Regions from separate parts of the Mus musculus genome. Here all the other regions are linked to region 3. A link is a contact called in public Hi-C and HiChIP or PLAC-seq data. All regions are on one chromosome and are shown on one strand. Each heading gives the region's core, a stretch centred on a gene start, on an enhancer-like site or on the middle of the called end of the contact. The rest is flanking DNA. Distances are from core to core; before and after follow the strand shown. Region 1 has its middle 12 kb from the start of Gm36772. Region 2 has its middle 24 kb from the start of Tns3. Region 3 overlaps Tns3 (tensin 3).

The links. A called contact is a pair of places that touch in the nucleus more often than the background predicts. HiChIP or PLAC-seq counts read pairs in DNA pulled down with a chosen protein or histone mark.
Region 1: a contact with region 3 is called in a Hi-C map of bone marrow-derived macrophages, with 26 read pairs. The contact joins two enhancer-like sites. A contact is called at or near these places in 1 of 15 datasets of contacts at CTCF or cohesin (large pre-B cells), 15 of 484 Hi-C or Micro-C datasets (B cells, the C2C12 cell line, the G1E-ER4 cell line and 7 more), 4 of 115 datasets of contacts at active chromatin or transcription factors (VIP interneurons, embryonic fibroblasts and embryonic stem cells) and 3 of 9 other capture datasets (adipose tissue, liver and pancreatic islet).
Region 2: a contact with region 3 is called in an H3K4me3 HiChIP or PLAC-seq map of bone marrow-derived macrophages, with 3 times the contacts expected there. The contact joins two enhancer-like sites. A contact is called at or near these places in 1 of 15 datasets of contacts at CTCF or cohesin (the NIH/3T3 cell line), 6 of 484 Hi-C or Micro-C datasets (adipose-derived mesenchymal stem cells, cardiomyocytes and uterus), 4 of 115 datasets of contacts at active chromatin or transcription factors (bone marrow-derived macrophages, embryonic stem cells, pancreatic cancer cells and 1 more) and 3 of 9 other capture datasets (adipose tissue, embryonic stem cells and liver).

The regions. Positions count from the first base shown.
Region 1 is chr11:8,785,869-8,789,645 of GRCm38.p6, forward strand. No RefSeq gene overlaps it. Among named protein-coding and RNA genes, the nearest start is that of Gm36772, 12 kb to the right of the region's middle. Within about 2 kb of position 1,928, at least 8 of the 459 cell types and tissues checked have an H3K27ac peak or open chromatin away from gene starts, as enhancers often do. A contact at or near this core is called in bone marrow-derived macrophages, where this site is marked.
Region 2 is chr11:8,686,969-8,690,624 of GRCm38.p6, forward strand. No RefSeq gene overlaps it. Among named protein-coding and RNA genes, the nearest start is that of Tns3, 24 kb to the left of the region's middle. Within about 2 kb of position 2,088, at least 83 of the 459 cell types and tissues checked have an H3K27ac peak or open chromatin away from gene starts, as enhancers often do. A contact at or near this core is called in bone marrow-derived macrophages, where this site is marked.
Region 3 is chr11:8,533,689-8,537,166 of GRCm38.p6, forward strand. The region is part of intron 10 of Tns3 (tensin 3); the gene reads right to left. Among named protein-coding and RNA genes, the nearest start is that of Tns3, 130 kb to the right of the region's middle. Within about 2 kb of position 1,658, at least 7 of the 459 cell types and tissues checked have an H3K27ac peak or open chromatin away from gene starts, as enhancers often do. A contact at or near this core is called in bone marrow-derived macrophages, where this site is marked.

The DNA.
Region 1 (3,777 bases), core at 678-3,177, 250 kb after region 3:
ATGCTATGCATTTATTATGCTATGCATTTAGACTTCGTTACACATTGGTTAAGGGTTTTCTTTTGATGCTAATGAACCATTGTTTTGGAATTCTAGGTTCCCTACCTTTTGATGCTCTCCCAGGAGTATTTTGTGCTGGGTACAATGAAGAAGGATGTAAGCAGGACACAGTTCCTCACAGCCTCTATTTTCCTTTTCAAGTGATAGACTGAAATAAGATTCATCATTCACAGTGTAACTAGAAAAAGACTGCTGATGTTCTCTGTGACATCCTCATGGGAGATATGGGGCACATGGGGCAGTGGTGAGAACTGACTTCATGCATTCAGTAGCCATTACTGCTGAATATCCCATGCAGGGATATGAGCATCCGTGTTGAGTCTGTCTCTTTGATCCTACTATGTTTTTGATAGATCTTTGTTATTTTATAAAAAATATTTTGATATTTTCATTTGATTACACAGAATATCATTGTTAATAGAGATGTAATATAGGTCACGTATGTATTCATTTCTTTTTCTTTTAGGACCACACATGTGTTTAGGGTTGATCGCTTAGGACTGGGTAACCTATAATGGAGCTCACTCATGGAGAAAACGGATTCTTCCTCCCCCAGCAGCCACTGGTGGACGACAGCTCTTTGTTTAGCACTAGGGCCTTGTGAAATTTCCCTATCCATGTTGGCAGGGCAACTGGTGTTGTCAGTGTGTGTGTCATTGTGGTATTGTCTTGTTTAGGCGATCATATTGATGAGTTTTCATGTATGCAGCTTCACTGTCGTATCTAGCACTCCTGATCCTTTGGCTCTTACAATCTTCCTTCCTTCCTCCCTCCCTCTTCTGTAATGTTCTGTGAGCCTTAAGTGTAGGGTTTGTGTGAGAATATAACAGTTGGGTCTGAGTGCTCACTTTCTCTCTGCATTTTGTCGATATGTTGTTATCTGTAATAGTTAATAGTCTCCATCTCTTGCAAAAGGGGGGGGGGCTTTAAAAAAAGTCAGGGGTAAGAAGTTATTTGGGAGTATTAAGATAAGTATTAAGTTATATTGGTTTAGGAAAATAACAATTCTCTTTTAGGGTCTGGGACCTCTCTAGCCATAGTTGGTTGTTAGGATTGTAGTAGCAAGAATGAATTCTAGTCTATTGAGTGAGCCTTAAGTCCAATTAGACAGCTGTTGGTTACCCCTGAGATAAAAGTGCTACTGTTGCACCTCTGAGGACATCTTGCCTGGCCAGCCATTCTTTATAGCTGTGGGATCATTGATTGGTTGTTTCCCTTGGCAATGGGCACAGAACCTTCGGATACTGTGAGAGTTGTTTCTGAGGGAGGAGGTAAGTTCATGGATTCTTTCTTCCACCTTCTCTGGGACTCAATATGATTGCCTAAACAAGACAATACCACAATGACACACAAAATGACAACACCAGTTGCCCTGACAACATGGATAGGGAAACTCACCTGTAAGATTTTCAGTTTGAAACCTTCTGTTTGGCTCTTTTAGGTCGTTTACTTTCTTCAGTGGCTTTCTGTTTTGTGTGTGTGTGTTTTTTCCCCATTTCTCTTGAGTACATTAGACAATTGCTTAATGAAATATTTGTATGACAATTAGTTTAAAGTCTGTTTTCTTTCTTGTTAATCTGCCTTGTCAGCAGTACTTTATCTACAGAGAGTAGCTCCTTTGGGTCATTTTTTATCTTTATTTATTTATTTTTTTTCTGTGCCGAGGGCCTTATCCACTCCCCTGTCTGTCATGTAGTAGTAGGCAAGAAGAAATTCCAAGGAATTCACCCTAGTGACCCAGGACCTTACGCTGGCCAATTGATCTTCTTTTAACTATAGGTTCTTATTATGTTTTATCTAAAGTGGTTAGACTTCTTGATTACACTTGGCAGACAGAATAAGGAAGTAGATCCATTATAATTTTCCATAACAGGAACTATGCAGTGGGGTGAGGTGGCATTGGGTATGGTCAGGTGGAAGTGTGTCCCCACCACAGATTCTGCAGAATCTCTCGTTATAGATAAGAGAATCTGGCCAAAGATTTCTTAGAAGTTGTGTTCTTGCTTCAGACCAGGGAGTTGAGACCGATTATGTCTTATTCAACAACTGAGCTGCAGAAAGAAAGAAAAGAAATTTAAAAAGCTAGAACCCTGGTATATGACCTACTGATTTAAAAATATTAGCTACCTCTTTCAAACTAAATGTTAACAGGAAGGATTTTTTATGGGGTGAAGACCAGAGAAGCATCAACTTGACTGTGGGGCTAAGAAGATGAAGGTTCTCTCATTTGAGTCTTAGATGCCCACCTGAGCCACACCCAGAATACCTGGAGAGTTAGCTCACAGGATGCAGAAATCTTGGATTCACACAGAAAGTAGGGAGGGCTTTTGTGCAGAAAGAATGAAACAGCATACACAAATTGAACACTGGTGAAGAAATACAACTAAAAACCTGAAGAACTTTCTATTACCATATCAAAATCAGGCACGTTGATTGAGCAGAATAGCTCTGAAGGAAGAATGCAGGAGTCAGGGAAGATTATTAACCAACTTTCTCTCCATCCACTACTCTCTGTACTGCTCTCAGACTCCCCTATCTCCACCCCTCTTCACACTCTCCCTCCATCCCCCACCACACGTATAGAACTCCACACACCTGAACATTCGTGAACACACACAAGCCTGCTAGATGCCAAGGGACTGAAGGGGTCAGTAAAGAGAACTACAGTCACAAAATAAATATCTGGATACACTGAGAATTGCTAACTCAACATCTTCTCTCCAAATGTTAAAGTCAGCAAAGAGATCCAATTCCCTTCTTGGGAAATAAAGACATTTAAAAGGCAATTTTAAAAAGGAACTGCTCACAATGAAAAGATCCAGATGTGCTTATGTTTTAAAAATATTTTTTAAGTAAAAAATGACTGCTCAAATGAAGGTCTCACAAGTCTCTGTTTAATGTGGCCATAGCTTAGAAAGGAATCAAACTATTTATAAGCTAGAAGCATTTTAATTCTCTAAGTTAGGGGTGGATTCAAAGCTTTACAGAAAAAGCTTTTGAATTTTGAACCCATGTATAGCAGGCAACTTTGTCCTCTTTAAAAAGCTTAATTGTAGTACAAACAAAACTTCTACTACAGTTCTGGGTATCTTGGCAGCAAGGCCCTAGGCTTTAAAGTTTAAAGATTGATATTTAGAGCCACGCACGGTGGTACATATCTATAATTTCAGGGTTTAGAAGGATTACCACTTTAGAGGTCACCCTGGGCTACATGGTGAGTTCAAGGCCACTCTGAGCTACAAAGTGATACCCTGTCTGAAAGAACAAGAGCAAAGCAAACAAAAAGAATTGGATTTCAGTAGCTTCCCAGATGCATGTCAGCCATGCATGCACTGTTTGTATGGCGTTTGTGACTGTGTCTACAGAAGCATTAATGTTTTTGGGGGTCCAGATGTCAGCATCATGTGTGCCGCTGGAGCTTCCCTCTACAGCTTTGCAATGAGTTTGCTCGCCTGTGAAGTTCCTCCGATGTTGATTAAGTATTAAGAAAGTCTTTGATCAGGTTGTCAGGGTTGGCCTCACATGGGTGAGGTTTGTCCATGCCCTGCTGTTCACTCTGCTTCGTGGCCTTCCACAGTGTGAACACAGACATGTGTGGGTCATTCTAGTTCCCATGGTTTTCACTAGTCATGCCACTGGAGGAATTCTCATGGCTAGTCTTTCCTGCAGATGGCTTGCATCCTTGTTACCTTGTGTGTTCACACCCGTGCATGGTTT
Region 2 (3,656 bases), core at 838-3,337, 150 kb after region 3:
TGTGCAAGTCCACATTCAAAGATGGAAGATCTAGATTCTGATGCTCATTGGCAGTGCCAGCATTAAAAAGCATAAGAATATGAAATAATAGCACTTGCTCAAGGTGAGCTGAGGGTGTGCATGCGTGCGTGCGTGCGTGCGTGCCTGCATGAGCTCCCACATTGCCTTTCCTTCCCATCCAGGTCCCAGCCCCTTGTGATAGGGCCACCCAGGGATGGTCTTCCCCACCCAGTTCACTCACCCGTATGCTAATCATCCCTGGAGACCCCCTCACAGGGACACCCCGAAATGTGTCTTACTGGGTTCCAGGTGATTCAGCCTTGTGTAGGTTACCAAGATCACCCATCCCACCCAAGATCACCCATCCCACCCAAGATCACCCATCCCACCCAAGATCACCCATCCCACCACCTTCCCTAGGGCTCCAGGGCTCTATCCTGCCGGAAGGGAGAGTTCATTAAGTTTGGAATTGATGTTTGAATCTCTGAAAGTACTCTAAGAGCTGACAGACCATGATACCATGATTGGATATCAAAGAAATACAGAAAGCACATTGAAAAGTCAGTCTTCGTAGAAATGGTGAGTTGAAGCTTTCAAAGTACACCTTATTTTCACCTTCTGAGTTGAGTGCTAAAACTGACAACCATTAAAGTGTTATCTGGGTCTGTCCTGGTCAGGGTGCTAGACACAGACTAGAAATCCCGTGACTCCAACAAACACTCAGGGTCCTCACATTTAAGGGGTCCTTCTTAATGCCCTCCTCAGTATTGTTGTGTGGGGTTCAGTACACTGGTGCTGGGCATGGACCTTACATAATATGGCACCTTAATCAAACTTGGATGCCATCTGGGGATGTGCCTGGCTTCTGAATGGCTTGAATGTGAAAAGAGAGTATATCTTCGAACTCTAAGAAATACTCAAGGCGTGAGGTCCCCGTTTACTCAGCGCACATTCTCTGGAAGAATAAGCTACAGTAGAATTCAACGCTGACTTATACCTCCATTGTTGCACCTTCCTTCAAAGGTGGGCCTTAATTTACTGTCCTGTCAATTGAGTTTGGGCTGGATTCATTGATGAAGAACACTGCCTGGCAGGGGTAGTGGTGTGTGGCTTTGGAGACTGGGTCCAAAGAAGGATTGGTGGCTCTAGGCCTACATGGCTGACATTGGGGAACAACACCTATACAGTACATCAAGGGTTAGCTTCCTGGAGTAGCCTATGTGGGAAGAAACTGAGGTCTTTAGTCAAAAGCCTGTGAGTGAACCTGAAGTCAGAACTCCAGTGCTGGAGGAGCCTTCCTGTGATGCAGCCCCTGCAGGCAGCCTCCAGAGAAGACATGAGCCAGGACTAGACAGCCAGACTCCATCTGCATTCCCATCCACAGGAGGCAGGCTATATAGTGGTCATATGGTGCTGTGCTAGTCTCCATGAGCACTCTCAGACAGACACACAGGGCCAGGTAAACCCCAAACTTGCTTTTTACAGACACTGCCCTCTTACATTAATACCCAGGAGACTAAGAAATTTGGGGTGACCCTTGGAAAAGGGGATCCTGAAAGGTATCGATGTGAGCAGAGGCAGAACCTGAGGATCTAGTCTAGCCTAGTCACTGAGTACAGTTGCAACGCTTTGAACAACTCTGGTCTTGCAGAACAAGTTACTGCATTCCTGTGTGAACCCAGTTGCTGACCTTCGGGGAAGGTGAACTCATTGGAAGGGTGAATAAACAGTTCAAGGCGATTGATGCCCCACGAGGACTGCATGGAGTGCATACTGGGATGGGGCCTGGGGCAGTGCAGACTGGAATCCTACAGGACTAAGGACTAGGGGAGCCTCCATGTCTGCTGCTAGCTCCTTGGGTTGGGCAGAGAACCAGAAGAGGACTGTCCGGGTGTGTCAGTAGTGGTGGGCTGCAGAGAGGTTGTTGGGTTAGGAAGGGTGCTTCGTGCCTGGGCAATGGGCAGCCACAGAAAAGTCTAAAGGACATGGTGGTTTTAAGAAGCCGATGGAGTGGGGCAAGGTGTGGGTGAGAAGCTTCTGAGGGAAGTGGGAGGTTGAAGGAGGGAACCAAAACCATGCTCAGCGCCATAGAAAGTGATAGAGAAACCGAGCAGGTTCCCATTTCGGGGTCATGTGAAAATCCCTGCTGCGTGAGTCAGGGGTCTCTGCTAAAAATACTTGTTACCCTACACATCTTCACCCTTCCAGACAGCGTCTCAGCCATAAGGAGGCAAGCTCACTGCCAAAGGCTTGGTTTGCACTGGACCTGGTCGGGGATTGTCACCAGAAACTTTTAGGGCTTGGCCTATTTGCTCACTTCATAGCTGAGAACACAGAGGAGTGGTTAGAAAAGGTTCGGGGCACAGTGGCTACAGGGACGCTGAAGCTAGGTCTGCCTGGCTCCAGAGCAGGAGGCTGTCAAATGCTCCAGGTCAGCCTGTAGCTGGAGGTGATCCTCCTGCCTCAGCCTCCTGGTGTTTGGATTACACACGTGTGCCACAAAGCCACGTTTAAACATATAAGGCTGTTCTCCAATTCTGTGAGGGAAGAATCGAATGGGTGGACGTACTTGGGAATCCACACAGCCGCTAAACAAAATCGTGGTCCCACCGCAGCCTCTAACCTTCAGACTGTCCCGCCCCAGGCTCTGCCTCCTTCAACCACAGCCTCAAACCTTCAGACTGTCCACCCCCAGGCTCTGCCTCCTCCAGAAAGTAAAAAGGAGCCTGCTGTTTCTTGTGTTTGTAACAGCCTTAACGTCTCTTTCTGTTTTTTTAAGGAACATCAACAACCCACAAAAAGGAAGAGGGGGAGGGGCAAAGGCAGGAAGGGGAAGAGTAAGATATCCATCAATGTCTTTCTCCTCTAATTTTGGGTCAGTGCTATCTCAGTCAGGGTCACCATTGCTGTGATGAGACACTCTGGTCAAAAGCCACTTGGGGAGGAAAGTAATTTTTTGGCTTACACATCCTGAATCATAGACCATTGAGGGAAGCCGAGGCAGGAACTTAAACTTGGAGGGAACCTGGAGGCAGGAGTTGATGCAGAGGCCATGGAAGAGACTGCTTGAAAGCTGCTTTTTTACAGAACCTGGGACCACCAGCTCAGGGGTGTTTCCACACTCATGGGCTGGGGGCCTTTCCCATCTATCACTAGCATCACCATTCCTTTCACTAATTAAGAAAATGCCCGCCGGGCAGTGGTGGCACATGCCTTTAGTCCCAGCACTTGGGAGGCAGAGGCAGGCAGATTTCTGAGTTCGAGGCCAGCCTGGTCTACAAAGTGAGTTCCAGGACAGCCAGGGCTATACAGAGAAACCCTGTCTCAAAAAACCAAAAAAAAAAAAAAAGAAAATGCCCTATAGCCTGATATGGAGGCATTTTCTAAGTTAAGGCTCCTGCTTTTCAGTTTGTGTCAAATTGACATAAAAATTAGCCAGGACAAATGCATAAGGCTTGATGTTAGAGACATGCCTGGAGCTTCACTGTCTAACTGTCACTGTGCGAAATTGGAATTTCATCTCTCCGTCTTAGAGGTCCACCCCCCTCCCCCAACGCGAGGCAGACAATACTGCCATCTCCCCAAGGAATGTGAAAAGCTTGTACCAGTCCTGGGCCATCACAGCCGCTCCATCCAGAACCAATATTAACATTCTT
Region 3 (3,478 bases), core at 408-2,907:
ATGGTTAAACAGCTGAGTTGGAGGCAAAATAAACCAAACAGAAAACTTTTAGTGCTTTCCCAACTTAGAAACACCCTTATGGAAAGCTTTAATATAATCCACAAGCATTCCCTTCACTGTAGGGAAAACCCACAGTGACAGACAGGTGGTGACAGCATCCCACAGTTCCAGTGGCACATTGCTACATTGTTACAATGAAGGCAAAACTTCCCAAGTGACAGAAGCCTGGTGTCCTTCCCCAGAAACTCAGGTAAGCAGGCCATGGGTGTCCAGCCCCAGGAGTTTACTCTGACTGCAAAGGTTCCGAGCCTCCTATAGAGAAGTGCAGGATGGGAGAACCAGCTTGTGACCCGTCAGCTGCGCTCTGTACACAGCAGAGCTCATCAGTCCCCTTGGGTGGGTGGCCTTGAGCAAAGGTAATGGACTTACACACAAGGCCTGGGTAGAATACCGAAGACCCTACTTAAGATAGCTCTGCCCTCTTCCCAGCTCTGGGCAATCCTGGACACTAGGAAATGTATGTCCTTATCTTTCCTGTGAAGGGACTCTGTGGTAATCCAGACCTGCTGTGGGTGGCTCTTCCATGACTCCCTCAAATAAGACAGACCTTCACACAGAGGGACTTGGAAGTTCAAGGGCTCTGTGTTGGTAATGGTCACTTCCTTCTCCGATGCACATCCAACATTTCCTCAGACATGGCAAATCCTATGTGGCTCTGCAACCTGAAGATTTGTGACTCCCACTCTCTGTTTTGTTTTGGTTTTCTTTTTTTTTGGGGGGGGGGGTTGAGACAGGGTTTCTCTGTGTAGCCCTGGCTGTCCTGAAACTCACTCTGTAGACCAGGCTGGCCTCGAACTCAGAAATCCGCCTGCCTCTGCCTCTGCCTCCCAAGTGCTGGGATTAAAGTTGTGCACCACCACCGCCCAACTGACTCCCACTCTCTTTATGAGACACTCTTCAGGGATCTGAGACTTCTCCCTGCCCAGAGGCCACCAGCTCCTAACAATACTACAGGTGGGAGGCTTTCATGATGTCGGTTGACTCTCTGGGATTGCTATCCCAAGTGTTTTTTGGTTTGGTGTCCCCTGTCCCCACTCCCAGGCATGGTAACATACCTGTGATCCCAGCACTACAGAAACAGAGGCAGAAAAATCACAGGTTTAAGATTATCTCAGGCTACACAAGACCCTCCCTAAAAAATAAATAACTAAATAAAATAAAAACAAAAAGAAAAAGCAGTACGCCTTCCATTGTACAGCAACAGCTAGTAACAGCAGAAGTGTGCTTCTACACAAGCTTGCTCATGAGGAAGCTGTGACAGAGTCACTCAAGGACCAGGTCTCAGTCTTCCTCATTGAAACTTACTCTTAATGACTGTCATCTTCCCAGCCGCCCACTAGGGGGTGCTCAGCTCACAGTGGACCCACGCAAAGAGAACCCACAGTAAGAACGTCTACACAGGTTCTAAGTCCAAGGTTTCAACCAGGTATACACACACAAACACACACACACACACACACACACACACACACACACACACACACACACACACACACACACACACTCACACTCACACTCACACAGGTTAGAGGCATTTAGGATAAAGGAGATTAGAACTATATACAACTAGAGAATATGCCCTGTGGCCTGAGAGATGGACATGGTTCAGGCTACCATGAATGGCTTTTCTGTGGGTTCAGGCCTCATGCATGAGTAGTCCCTGAGATAGGGAGACAGAGACAGGGGGATCCCTGGGACTCTATACTTAGGCTGCAGGTCAGTGAGAGGTCCTTCTCCAAATAACCAAGGTGGATGGCACCTGAGGAATGACACCCAAGGTTGACCTCTGACCTCCATTAATTGTTTGAGCTACCTTGAAGATGGAAAGAACTAGGTAAGTGGGTGGTACTGAGAGGTGGGGGATCAGAAAGCTGCACCCAAGTCGTGACTGAAGATTATATGCTCAGAAAATAGTGGGAAAGGGGAGGGAGCTCCAGGATTTCAGGGCACAGGCTGACCCTGCTTTCCCTCAAGAATACCACTTGTCAAGACACATCTTGACCACTGCACGGCAGAGGGTGTGGTTTGGGGGACTGTCCTTATTCTTATGTCCTGGAGGATAAGAACCCCGATCTTTACCTGAGACGTGCAGGTTCTATCTGGGGTTGCTACCCCATGTGTCCCTAATGATTCCCTATGCAGTACAACTGGGGCAGTGTAACAGCTAGGCGCTCAGTGTTCAGTGTAACAGCTAGGCATTCCGTATACGCTGTGTTCAGTGTTATATGGAACCTAGAAGGTTTAGAGTGGATGGACAGTCAGCTGCAAAGAAGAAAGGAAAGTGGATGAACTGAAGACCATCATGGTAATATGTCTTCTCTCATATGTGAACCTAGATTTCACGTATGTGTACACACACACAACTGTCTGGGGGAAGAAAGAGGACCAGTGGGAAGAGGATAAGAGGTATAAATATAAGAATAATGCATAATACACATCTATCAAATGTTATAATGAAATCTATTATTTTATACACTAATAAAAATTTGAAAACGCACAGGGTACACAACACAAAAGAATACACATCAGCTCTACACAAATTCCAGGCCATTTTATGTAAGGGCCTTGAGCATCTGCAGGTTATAGGTAGGCTCTAGATCCAGTCCTCTTTGGAAGGTCCTGGTGATGCCTTCTTTTTCCATGGTTGCTTAAAATGTTGAGACAGCCACAAGTCCTAAATTTCTCCCTCATCCTCAATAGACTTAACTGTGATCTTTACTTTGAAATAATTTCTGCACTTTGGTCCTAACATAACCTGCAGAACAGCAGCCCTGCCCACAGGCATTCAGAAAACAGTGGGATGCACAGCCCATGAATGCAATCGTCACCTTCTCCTGGTCTCTCCCATGTTTCCTGAGGTTTATTTATCCCAGTTGCTAGACCACTCAATAATTATTTGGTTTGTGTCTTCTAATGCAGGCACCAGGCAAGCTGGCAAGAAAAGAGGCAGAAAGAAGGCAGCCCTAATCTCAAGGGCAGAGCAGTGAACTGGAATGCAAACTTGAACCCTGCTGAGCTGGAAGCACTTTAAAATGAGATGTTTTCCCTCTTTCTCCTTCACACTTCCCAGTATCACTAGAAGCTATCCCTTCTATAAGTAGTGAGCCCTGGCGGCCACACCTGCCTGCTGAGTCCTTGCATTTGTGGGAGTTGCATCTTGTTTGCACCTCAGCTTCTGTGCAGGTCTTAGGAATGTTGCCATTTTGGAAACTGCTCAGTGGAAAAATAATAGTTCATGGGTTCATAACCGAACAGGGGCTGCTCGAGTGGAATAAATCACCATAATATACTCAAGTCTGGAAAAGCTGCTTCCCTGTCAGGGCCTGTTGCTAAAACAGACCATACCCTGGCTCCAACCCACGGTCCCAAAATGTAGCCCACATTCTTTCAAACCGAAAACTGTCTGAGTGAGCCCAGA